Regions from separate parts of the Mus musculus genome. Here region 2 is linked to region 1. A link is a contact called in public Micro-C data. All regions are on one chromosome and are shown on one strand. Each heading gives the region's core, a stretch centred on a gene start, on an enhancer-like site or on the middle of the called end of the contact. The rest is flanking DNA. Distances are from core to core; before and after follow the strand shown.

What was found. A called contact is a pair of places that touch in the nucleus more often than the background predicts.
Region 2: a contact with region 1 is called in a Micro-C map of embryonic stem cells, with 2.9 times the contacts expected there. The contact joins two enhancer-like sites. A contact is called at or near these places in 1 of 15 datasets of contacts at CTCF or cohesin (large pre-B cells), 18 of 484 Hi-C or Micro-C datasets (B cells, the C2C12 cell line, CD4 T cells and 9 more), 9 of 115 datasets of contacts at active chromatin or transcription factors (SST interneurons, astrocytes, a beta-TC-6 cell line and 5 more) and 1 of 9 other capture datasets (embryonic stem cells).

The regions. Positions count from the first base shown.
Region 1 is chr15:84,391,942-84,398,252 of GRCm38.p6, reverse strand. All of the region lies in intron 4 of Shisal1 (shisa like 1), which reads left to right. Among named protein-coding and RNA genes, the nearest start is that of Gm46527, 36 kb to the left of the region's middle. Within about 2 kb of position 2,697, at least 7 of the 459 cell types and tissues checked have an H3K27ac peak or open chromatin away from gene starts, as enhancers often do.
Region 2 is chr15:84,609,765-84,616,075 of GRCm38.p6, reverse strand. No RefSeq gene overlaps it. Among named protein-coding and RNA genes, the nearest start is that of Gm34201, 15 kb to the left of the region's middle. Within about 2 kb of position 2,990, at least 24 of the 459 cell types and tissues checked have an H3K27ac peak or open chromatin away from gene starts, as enhancers often do.

The DNA of each region.
Region 1 (6,311 bases), core at 1,448-3,947:
TGCTTCCACTGCCCCTCCCAACCCCCTTCTCCTATGATCTACTGACCTGAGCTGCCCAATGGCCTTTCTAGACATTTTCTGACCAGTGCCCTCACAGTGAGGGAGCCGACTCCCTTATAAGACACCTAATTCCATAGGATGGGGTCAGAGGTCAGAGGGTATACAGAGGGCTTGTTGACACTGGGCCAGAGAAACGCTTCCAAGTCTCCCTCTTGTAATCACTGTGTCCCGGCCTCTACTGTGCCGCTTCTATGTTTCCAAGAATTCGCATCTTTGCTGCCTCGCAGAGCACCAGTCCAGATGGGTCCCGATCGATACACGCATGTAATAGACCAATACTCTGTCTTCCTAAAAGCCATTAGTCAGTCGATGGCAATAGTGTGTCTCCCAGCTGACAGCAGGAGGAGGGGCAGAGCTCTTTGTGGTGCCTGGAGACTAGAGCCCAGAGTCCATTAGTCTGGAGAATCGGAGCCTCCGGGTGGGGTTTGGGGAGACCAAGTACCACAGTGGGCAGGTGGCGCCAAGGGGAACGGTGGCCATGCCCAGGCCAGGTGGGGGCTGCAAGGGCTGCTCTGGAGTGGATGGGACCTGAAAGGTATGGGTGCAGGGCAGGCAGAGAGCACAGCCAGAGAGACTCGGGTATGGCATGGCAGGCCAGTGTACTGAAGACTGGGCACTCTGGGTCTCAGGAGAGAAGAGAAGGATGGGGTGGATCCTAAGTTGCCAGGACAGGCCACAGGTGAAAAAGAGGAATGAGATGTCCAAAGGACAGGTGGGTCTCCCTCAGGCACGGAGGCCCAGCAGGGATGCTGGGTAGGTTACCACCCATGAAAGATGGCTTGTCTCTGGCTGTTTTGGCAGTAGTGAACAAGGATAAGGGGTGGTGTGTGTGTGCGTGCGTGTGTGTGTGTGTGTGTGTGTGTGTGTGTGTGTGTGTGTGTGTCTGTCTGTCTGTCTGTCTGTCTATGTGTGTTTGTGTGTATGTGTGTCTGTCTATGTGTGTTCTGTGTCTATGTGTCTGTGTGTGTCTATAAGTGTGTGTTTTGTATCTGTGTGTCTGTCTGTCTTTCTGCGCGTGCCTGTCTATGTGTCTATACATGTATGTTCTGTGTCTGTGTGTCTATGTATGTCTGTGTGTGTGTGTCTGTGTGTTCTGTGTCTCTGTGTATGTGTGTCTGTGTATATCTGTGTGTGTCTGTGTATATGTGTGTTCTGTGTCTGTGTATGTGTGTCTGTGTATGTCTGTGTGTGTGTCTGTGTGTTCTGTGTCTCTGTGTATGTGTGTCTGTGTATGTCTGTGTGTGTCTGTGTATGTCTGTGTGTCTGTGTGTGTGTTTTCTCTGTCTGTGTGTCTATGTGTATGTGCCTCTGTGTATGTGTGTGTATCTGTATGTATGTGTGTTCTGTGTCTCTGTGTCTGTGTGTCTGTGTGTGTTCTCTGATTTATGATTGAGTGTGAACCAGGACGTGGGTGTGCTATGGGATTCGTGTGATCTAGTATATCCGTGTGTACCATGCAGGAAGTGAACGTTCACACGCTGTGCTTGGCTTTGACCCTGGATGGAGCTTCTCTCCATACCCCACCCCTGTGAGAGGGTGGTAGGGGAGGTGTCCTAGTTTGTTTTTTGTCACTGTGATAAAACACTGACCAGAAGCAACTTGAGGAGGACAGAGTTTATTTGGCTTACAGGCTCCATAGAGGGAAGCCAAAGCAGGAGCTCGAGGCAGAAGGTTGAAGCAGAGGCTACCAGAGAATGTTCCTTAGTGGCTTACCTGCCTAGAGATGCCACCAACCACTGTGGGCTGGGCCCACAACAATTAGCAGTCAAGAAAATGCCCAATGTACATGCGCACAGGCTGCTCTGATCTGGGCATTTCTTCAGCTGCGAGCCCTCCTTCTCAGACAACTCCACATTTGTGTGAAGTTGACGGCTAAAGCTAACCGTGACAGAGTCTGGGCTGGGCCTGGGTGACTAACAGGTTAGATTGCAGAAAGCAGAAACAGATCCCAGTCTGCATCCAGGCTTAAAAGGAGGCAAGTGGGACCAGAGGGATAGACAGCCATGGCTAATAAGGGACGAGGATGACACCCTAGGGGCCGTAGATGTGTTCCACACGATTCACAAGACATAGGCTGAAGACTGGGCTGCAGGTCAGGGCTGAGGATGCGCAGTAGACCTGATCCCAGCATTTAGTACTGCTCCTGGGCCATAACAAATTCCTCTTCATCCCTCAGAACCTTGCTGAGACCATTTCTTTGATGGGGTGATACTTCCGCGGACCTCTCTCCCTGTGTCCACTGCAGTAAGAGCCCTAACCACTTGGGCTGCTCCCTGCCCAGGAGAATAGGGCATACTTGAATCATCAGAGTTCACAGGGCCAGGGCAGAGTCCTGGGCAGGAGTGGGCACCCTATTCTACTCTCTACCCCTTCTTGCTGTTTGACTGTGAGCAGCCGTGAGCCTCCGTGTCTTGGCTCCACCTTTCCACTGAGGCTCCTGACCTTCTGGGGCTGCTGGAGATGCTAATGGGACAAGAGTGGGTAAGTGGTTCGAAACCTTTGATGCAGGAGATGAAGGAGTCTTGATTCCCCGTGGGGCAGGAGGTGGGCAGTTCCAGACAGAGGCCTTCGAGGGAAGGGCGGCCCTGTGAGACAGCTGATGTGGAACACGGGTTTCCTGTTAAAGCGGCTCCATCAATTATTGACCAGCATAACATTAAAAATTAACAGCCAGGATGTGTGTGTTAAAAGGCACGAGCCTCCCACGGCTGAATGAGAAAGGCGACAGGGAGAAGGGTAGCAGAATAAGACTAGAATAAGAGAGCTCTAAAGCGCACAGCCCACCTGTAGCCCCACTCCCAAGCTGTGCTGCCCACTACCCTGTGCCAAAGAACCACCTGGCCCATCCTCCAGCTCCCCAGCCAATAAGACAAGGACATCCCATCAGCTTCCAGACAGCTTCCTTCTGATGGAAAGGACAGGGATCATGTTAAAAGTCTTTATTCTGAAATAGAGTTTCATGTATCCAGGCTGGCCCTGGACTTCTGATCCTCCTACCTTCCCATACCCACTTTCTGGGCATGGACCACGGGCCTCCATGCATGCTAGGCTAGCCCTCCACCCACCGACCCACACCTTCATCTCACACACTAAATTCTTCACAGTGGCACAGCGTCCTCAAGCAGAGGGACTGGACCCCCTCTGCCGACAGCATCATCCTTTGTGAGGCCACCCCGTGGGAGACAAAGTGGGGCATGAAAGGGAGCCAGAGCCTGAGTGAAGGGAAGGAAAGGGATGCCACCTTACTGGCCTCTCAGGTGGGAGTCCCTCCTTCCATTTAATGCTACTGCGGTTCTGAAGGTCATGAGCACAGCCAAGGTCAAACAGCCAAGGAGAAGTTGGCCCCAAGAGGCCGCCATGTCCCCAGCACAGATGCATGCAAGCCAGAGTCTCTCCTACATACCACCCTCATTGCTTGTCTCTTCTGCACTGAGGACACAGCTAGATCTGTCTGTCCTGTTGGGTGTCCTGTTAGGTAACCCTGAGTGACCCTTATTAAAGCACTTGCTATTGTCCAGCTGTTTTACACACACACACACACACACACACACACACACACACACACACACACACACACACATCTGTTCCCCTCTGGAGCCTGTGTTGGAACCAATGGGCTAGCCTACCTCTTGCTGCTTGAACTTGGACCTGGAAGCCTCCTTGCTCCAGGAGCTGGAGCTTTGTGGCCAATGACTTGGGACCCTTTGAGTGAAGGTGGCACCAGCCACTGGCTTCTTAAAGTCTCTCCTGTCTGTCCTTCAGAGACTCTCCCAACTTACATAGTATCCACGCCAAGCCCTGCTGAGCAGATCTGAGAGAGGAGGCTCGTGGAAGCAGGTGACAATAGCTAGTCAGGGAGGCGATGGCTTGTCCTGGGGGCTAACCAGGACCTGGTCCACACTGCTAGTGGCCAAGTCAGTCCTTGTTGACCACCCAAGACTCACTCAAGACAAAGAAGGGACATAACACTGAGGTGCAGGGAGCCTGGGTGCAGAGGCAAACTACAGACTCCTAAAGTAAGGGACAGAGCTGAGGGAAACCAGAGCCAAGGGACTCTGGAGCCCAGAGATGCCAGAGTCATGGGACCCTGGAATCTAGGGACTTCTGAGCTGAGCGACCCCAGAGCCATGGCACGTCTGACCCTAATATCAAGTTGGCACTTCTACTCCTTCAGGGGGCTGTGAGGGGACATCTTGAGGCACCCACCCTCACTGGCCCGCAGCCCTACCCAGGGCAGCTGCTGTCTGATCTGTTTCTGTTTCCTTTGGGGTGCTTAGCCTAAGTCTGTGTACCACTTGCATGGCTATTTCCTGTTCAGGTCAGAAGAGGGAGTTGCCCTGGACTCGGAGTTACAGGCAATTGTGAACTCCCATGTAGGCACTGGGAATCAAATCTTGGTCCTCTGCAAGAGCAGCCAGCGCCCTTAACTGCTTCTGAGACCTTTTGTCCCTAACACTAACCTGGTTGTGTTCGACAGACCACGCCCCTTGTTAGGATCTGGAACAGAATCCCAGCAGCAAGCTCCCTGACTTGCAAGGCGGAAGGAAGCACAGTTCCCAGGGGTGGGGGCAGGGGACCTGCTTAGAGACCTGGCAGGCATCTGTCTACTCAGGGTGGGTGCGTGCTCAGCTCTCCTGCAGCTTAAGGGTGGGTGTTGATTAGTCTGCTCACATCCTCATCCAGCTCCATTGAGAGCCAGTGGCATCTGAATGCGGTTTGCATCATGGCAGGAATAGCGCCTCCTACTGGATACCTTCTACTTGCAGGGACCACATCTGCTGCCCAGGCTGCCACTATGCCAGGGGACTGCATCTGCCACCACCACCACCCCATGGTTCTCTCAGCATCCCTGTCTTTTGCTCCCTTGTAAAATGTGCTTAATGCTGTCCCAACCACAGGGTTGCTGGGAGAACACCCCAGGAAATGTGTCACGGTCCTGCCCCGGCCCGGCATCCAGCCGGCGCTAAGTGGCTATGAGCCATTGTCATCCCAGGAGCCGTGTCCACACTTCACCTGCAGTTAGGCAGAAGGCTTTCATCTCTCCTTTGCTGTTATTGTTCCAGACTTGCCTGGCATTCTGGAAGCATTCATTACTATTCAAATTGCCAGGTGCTCTATCTCATCTCAAACAGGCTGCAGACGCTGGCCTAGCCTGCCTGCCTGCCTGCCAGCTGCACAACTCCTCCTCTACTGTCTCCCCACCCCGGCCTGGCTCAGGTGTAGACTGGAGGCAGTGTTGCTCAATGGTTAGTGGCACAGGCCAGACTGCAAACCCTAGCACTGGCTGGACATTGATCCTGGGCAAATCACCTGTCTCCTCAGAGTCCAAGTCCTTTCCTAGTAAAATTTGAAAGTGGGCTCTTGAAGATGGAGAGCAGAGGTGAAAGCACTCTGAGAAGGCCTAGCCCAGCCCTAACTTGCCTTTCACAGAATTTTCTAGAATCCCAGGGCCATGGGATGGGGTCCAAGGACCTTCATCTAGAGTCAAGGTCTGTAGTAGCTATTGTCTCTCTTACTTGATCTGCTATGGCTTTCTGGATGTCCCCCAGTCACCAATTCCCCAGCACCAACCAACTTCCCGCTCAGGCCCCACTGAGCTGAGGACCAGGTCAGGTCTCCCAGGAGCCAATTTTCAATGCTGCCACACATAGCAGAGAATTCCCTGATCCTGTTTGGGGGTTCTTGTATTCTGTCTCAGCTCAGAGTCCTGGAGGGATGCAGTGATCTGTGACTTAGTCCCATGATTCCAGCACCAGCTCAAACAGGCTACAGAAGACACCGTTAAGACAGGTATCCACAAGTCACATGGGCGGCAGTGGCATCTGCCCCAAGTGAAGGAGTATGGCTGCCACTGGCCAGGAGCCAGCAACCAGTCAGGAATAGTCTCTTCATCCTGGCTTCTATATGACCAGCTGTGGTCACTATGAGAGCCAACCGTTCCTTCCAGAAAGTTAGGGCAAGGCCAGGCATCTTAACACAGATGGTCTCTGCTGTGGCTAATGGCCGGCCCAGGCATGTCACTGTGACCACTTGCTGTAAAAAAGTCCCCCAGGCCTGGAGTGGCAGCTAGTGGGTGCCTGTGGCCCTAAGATATTAAGTAACATACTTGCCCAGAGTCACATAGCAATTCTGAACCCAGGACCACTTGTTAGTCAGTAAGGCCCAGGCTCCTCAACTGTGATGTGGGATATGGGGTAACATGTTACTGAGGCCTGTGGGAGTCAGGGAGCTTGGGTAAGGGACACCCAATG
Region 2 (6,311 bases), core at 1,741-4,240, 220 kb before region 1:
GGGTTTGACCTGAGCCTCCGGGTCTGTCTGTCTGTCTGTTTGCCTATCTGTTTGTGTTCCTGTGCTGTTACAAGCTCTGGGATGGACAGGATACAGTAGGGATAGAGAGCACCTGAACACCCCTGTGCTGGCCAGATCCTCTCCTTCAGCTTCCCTGAGACCTTACTGCGCGGAAGTCCTGCCCCCATTCTAACTTGGCAGGGCCGGAGGGGAAGCTGGTGCAGAAATTCCAATCAAAGGCGAATGTGTCCTGGAGGGGCTCTATGCTCTCCCTGCCCTGCTGGGTCACAGATACTCCAGGTGTGTTTGTGTCTGAGAGATTGCTCCAGGGTTTGAAGCTTCTGATATTTCCAGTGGGATTGCTAGTTTGGCTTGCAGGGGCCTCCTTCCCCGGTTGGTGTCCGCACCGTGGCCCAGAGCTGGGAAAAGAGCTTCAGAGAACTCTGACTTGCTTGCTGTCCAGCTTCTGTAGGGCCTCCCCTGGTGTGGACAATCGCTTCCTCGCTGTCTGCGTTTCAGATGTAGTCTCCTATGATCTCTCCCCTCACAGCCACTGCAGACCGCCGCAGGAGGCAGACCTGTGACACTCATTCTCCAGCTATTCCAGCATGTGCACCTTGGCCCGGCACAGTTTTACCTCTGGCTCTTGACCTCTTCTTCTGATGGCTCGTTGTGAGTGACTGGCCCTCTGAGCCAAGCGACTGTTATCTTGGGGAGTTCTGCTGCAAAAGGCTGATCCCAGAAAGGCTTGCTGACGGTTTGCAGCCACTATGGAGGGGTGGAAAGTTATAAGACCCTCACCTGAGTATCCAGACTATCACCTGCTGTTTGTGACTCTGCCTTAATTGCATGTGACAACAGGGAAGGGCTAGAGGGACCAAGGAAGACTAGGGGAGAGGGCTCCATCTATGCATCTAAGGGAAAGCTGTTGGGTAAGGGCTGTCTAGGTGCTATCTGTTGGGGGTAGCAATGCCCACACCCCTGCATGTAACCCCTCACCTGTGTTGTGTAAGGAAGGCCAACTTATTGGCTCCCCAGAGAGAACCTTGGTGGAATTGCGCCTCAGTTTACCATTGGGGCCTTAGGAGAAGGGGAAGCCATTGCTTATGTCTCTCCCTGGGGAGAAACTTTAATATCATGGCTCCACTCCAGATCTTGCTGATCCCAGCAGGCAGGCAGAGGGCCACTCTGAGGCCTTTACATCTGCTGTGTCTCCCCGAAACTTCTGAGAGTTCACATCATACGTCTCTCCAGGCTGAAGTCAAGGGGAAACTCCCCAGGCACCCCCAGTAGTCCTCCCTTCTTCCCTCTCTCTTTTCTTACCTTCCTCCCATCTTCTGTCCTCCCTTCTCTCCTCCCTTCTCTCCCTCTTTTCCTCACCATGGGGTTCTGTGGGGTGGTGGCAGAAAGACTTCTCTACTCTGGGGGGTTAGCTTTGGCTGTCCTCAAAGTTTTGCCTGCTGATTATGCTGTATTTGTGCTTCTCACTGGCATCTGTGCCTCCCACACACGGGCCAGGCAGGACCTTCAGTGCCAAGACACCAGTGCCTACAGAAGGCACTGGTCCTGAGTGTAGAGATCTACATCTGACTCTGTAGCGCTTCAATCTGCCCTGCAATCTCCAGTCGTACCTGTAGGGGGCAGCCTTGCACCGATGTGGACAGGCCTATGAGGTCCATTTGCCAGGATCTGGTGTAGTTGACAGGTGGGGCAGCTTTGCAAAGCCCTTGCTTGTTCCGTGGTTACTAAAGTCAAGTGCATTGGGCCACAGGGAGCATGGTGCCATCCCAGCTGTCCATTGCTGTCCTGCCCTGCCCTGTTGCCGACTGCTGTGCTGTCTCTACCTGCACGCTTGGAGTCTCTGTGCAGGGACTGGGCTGCTCCTGGACAGCCCATTGGGCCAGAGTGTCACTTGTGGCTGCACCCTGGCTGTGCCTCTCTTCAAGATGTCAGAAGATAGTGAAGAGGCTGCTTCTGAGGGTTGGAGATGTTTACCACTAAACGCGGAGCTCCTGTCACCATGGCAACATCCCAATCTCCTCAGATCCCCACATCTGCCCAGCACCTGGCTTTTCTTAATTTGAGTCTCAGACATTGACTCATGGAGCCTCCCGGCACCCGAGAATTCATTTTGTAATTATCCCATCCTACAGGTAGAGAAACTGAGGCCAAGAGCGGTCGGAGACCCAGGTCTCACATCAGGGTTATGCTCCCTTGGCTTCCGGTAACAGCCTCTATATTCTCCCTCTACTAGCTTCTTGGCAACTCGTGACTCACTTTGGAAAAAGGTCCCAGCTTGCTGCCTTCATGTCTGGAGCGGGCTGTGTGCCAACTGCTGAGGGTCAGAGTACTGGCAATCCGGTGCACATGGACACATAGGGCAAGAGGCCTGGGCTTAGGGGAGAAGGGGACAGGAAGAGGTGAGGAGGCAGTCTCTCCTTCACTCTCGGGAGCCTGGGCTTTGTGATTGCCTGTAAATTCTGTTCTTTTCTCAGCTGCCCTTGTCTGTGATAGGGGCTGCTCTGGTGAGCATAGGAGCACATTGTGGGGTCTTCCTTTCTGGAGGGCTTTAGCCTCTTGCCCACATGCATGTCCCTACCTTTTCCTTCAGCTGCTACCTTCCTGAGAGGCTCCTCTGATATGCACCCTGCTTGGGGGTGAGCCTGGAGGGCACATCTGGTTATTGCCCCATACAGCATACTCCCTCCTTGGATAGGTCTCCTTCTAAGTGCCCAGCCTTAGCAGAGAAATGAGCCTGGTAGAGGCAGGACCTCCCCCCTACCCTGACCACCCTCCTAGGCTGTTCCTTCAGAGGATCCTCTTGTCCCTAGGGCATTCAGGGATGCCACTTATTGGTCAGAACCCGAAGAGGAGGAGCCTGCTCCAAAGCCCTTATCCTGGGCCCTTCCCATCCAGGATCCTCAAGGATGGGCAGGGAAGGGAGTGGGGAGGGATGGCCATTAGCAGATGCTGTGTCAGCTGCTGATTCATTAAAGTCACGGGTGTCACTCTGTGAGCCAGAGGCTTGGGCATCCCCCACTGATCTCTAGAGGCTCTCTAGGCAGTATTTCTAGCAGGATGGATGGTGGATCTCCCAGCCCTCCCTCCCTCCTCCCCAGGTTCCCACCTGCCTCCCAGGCTTCTCCCCCTCCCCACCGCACCCCAGGCAGGGGGGTCCCCTCCTGACTTCCACTTCTTCAGCTTCCAGGAAGGAGCAATTACTGGTGCACTGAAGCTGCACGGTGCCACCCAGCCTGCGCTTGTCCCCATGTTTGTCAGGAGCCGGCAGCCTCATTTACCCTGCTAACTGCAGGCCTGATAAATGTGAGCGCCATCAGATGATCCTGGCAGAGGACAGAGAAACACAGCCTTATGATTGCTTCCAACCCCCAAGATGAGACTTCCTGGCCCTGCCCATTCCACTTTGTGCCCCTTGTTACCCAGGTGTGGAGACACCCTTACTATTGGAATCCCAGCATGGCACATACATTTTGCTCAGGGAAAGGCTGGCTCCTCTAGGGTCTACAATGTGCTACTGGTTCTGGCTTCTTTATCACCCACTCTTGGCAGGGAGAGGCAAGGCCCTGAGTAGCTATCCAGGGCCTGAGGAGCAGGCTGCACAGAGCCTCCACCCTATGTAGTCTTTGGCTTTTATTCTGTGTGAAGCCAGGAGCCCTCTGGATCTAGAGCTTCAAGGACACCCAGGACCAAGGATGGGACAGACTCGGGACTGTTAGCTGGTGACAAGCGGCTGCCTTCTGAAGCAGACCCAAAAGTAGCTCCAAGGGGCTCAGGACATAAATAAAGGGAGGATCCAGGATAGCTCAGGTATGAGCCAAGAACTGGAGTCCCACTTTCTGAGATGGGGCAGGAGTGGGGCTCTGGTGGCCCCACTTGATGACTCTGATGCAGTTGCCAAGGATTCAGTGTCCCCACAGTTTACCTGTTGCAACTTTATTCCATGGAGGAACAATACTGTGAGGTGGGGCTGAGTCTCTGCCTTGAGTCTTGGATTAAAGCCCTTAGTGTGTGATGACTTCACCTCTCAAGTTCTGGGTCTGACAGAAGAGCTCTTGCCCTTCTGCCTTCTGCCATGGATGAAGCCGCTCCAAAGCCTCCACCGTCACCTGGGACTTCCTGGTCTCCAGAATTGAGAGCCCAATAAGCAATTGCTCATTATCACGTGACTCAGATGTCCCGTTTTAAGTATAGGTGAGCCATGCAGGGCTGGAGCCGGTCTGGGATGGAAAGGGAAGTTTCACCTGGGGCTGCCTCGTCATCTACCTCAGAAAGGGTTTTCCTGGATCATTTGCTGTCAAAGTGCCACCAAATTGGGGGGCTATGATTGCATAGGCTGGAGGTTGAAAACAGACTTTCTCAGTCTAGGGACCAGAAGTCTGAGACCAGGGTATACATCGGAATGTGATTCCTATGTATCTAGAATACACAGGAGGGTTCCTTCCTGCCCCTTCTGGCTCTAGGTTTTTCTGGAAACAGGGACATTTCCCTGGCCTCCTAGTTTCACCCCTCCCACTTCTGCTTTGCACCCCCCTAGACTCTCCTCTCTAGGTTTTTTTTTACATCCAAATTCCCTCTGGTAAGAACATAGTGATGGACCTGTGCCCACCCATCCAGTATGGTCTCCTGAGTCTCTGCTCACATCTCTCCTCTCTTGTCTCTCCCGCACTGGCCTTTTGTTTTCCTGGAACATTCCAAATTTACCATTCATGGTCTCCAAAGTACCAGACAAGCAGTCTTCACAGTGACACGGGTGGTGGGAGTCCTCACATGGGTGATCCGAGCTCCAGGCGGGCAGAACCGAAGTCTGGCATTGAGTGCCTTGTCTTGCTGTTGCTTCATTCTTGTGAGGCAGGTTAAGGATAAAGGAGTCGATGTGTGAGACAGTGATGGCCCCTCATGGGGTCGTGGCCCTGACTACTTGGCCTCATCTGAGAGGCCTGCACTGGTGTCCCCAGAGTCTGGAGTCACTGCTTCCAGGACAGCAGGACTTTGCAGAAGTGGGAGGCTGTGTCAAAGGAACACCGGCCTCTTGTTCGGTATTGCACAGATGATGAAGGGCAGAGTCCTGCAGGAGTTCCAGACCGCACAGCGCATCTGCCTGAGAGGTCTACTGTTAGAGGGTGGAGGAGAAGGGGCCCAGGGACGACTCAGAAGCCAGCTGCGGGGTTTCACGCACCCTGTCAAGCATTTATGCCGGACACAAATTGCCTTTCTTCTTTGTAGGCTTATTTCAGGCTTGACAGACCCATGAATATTTGATCAGGGAAATAATTTTCTCGGGCACTCGAGGTTGGAGGGACCCCAGAAAAGCAGGTGTCCCCTAAGGGACAGGAAGAAGCTATTGAGTGCTGAGAAGAGTAGGCTTGGGACTGGCCAGCTGTAAAACGTTGCTGGCTCTTCCTGGCTGGTGAGGGCAGTGGAAAGGGGCTTCTCTCTAGTCAGATGCAGGTGTATAGACTGGAAGCGGGTGTCCAGGTACAGGCAAGGACAGGATACTAGAGGGTCCAGCCTGCAGTTGGTGGGGTGGGCATATGCTCTCCTAGAGTGTCGTCATTATAAGGATTCAACCCCCACAGACATCTTCTGTGTCAATGAGCTCTGCTCCGAGAATACACTTGATCTACAAGTCACCTCAGATAGCATCCAAGGCTCTCCTGCTGATGTCAGCGCTCCCGCATCTGTGGGGAGATGGCGCTGATCAAGCTTTGCGCCTGCACGTGGGTGGCACTTGGAGCAGGGGTGTGGTGTATACACACAGAGCTCGTGTACTCAGCTGGCTCTGAGCTGGGGCTGGGAGCTCTTAGCTGCTTCTTCCTCTTTCTGGCTAGAGACAGGAGCTGCTTTGATCCCCACTAAGTGCGCTGTCTCTGGTGGGCGGGGCATGGAGCCTGTCTTCCAGATTAGAGACTTAAGAGCCAAGTTCTCCTCTGCAGGTGTTGGGGGGCGATTAAAGGAGTCAAAGCTAGTCCCTGCTGGCATGTTTTCATCTTCCTACTAGGGTTGCCAGCTCTGGCTTTAGCCACGTGACCTTCCCCAATCCACCTTGAATCTTGCATTGTCGAAGGGACATTACAGAGGCGAAGATAAGATTAGGACCCTGCAAGTAGGTAATTGTTCTGGAGTATCTAGATGGCCTGACGTGGCCACAGGGTCTTACAAGCAGTGATACTGAAGCAGAAGAAATTGCTCAGACAACGTGGTCTGGACTGGAAAGTTTTAAAACAGTCGGCATTATGGGAAAATAACAGATGTGGTCAAGTAAGTCTGGCTACTGTCATGGATGTCGTCAC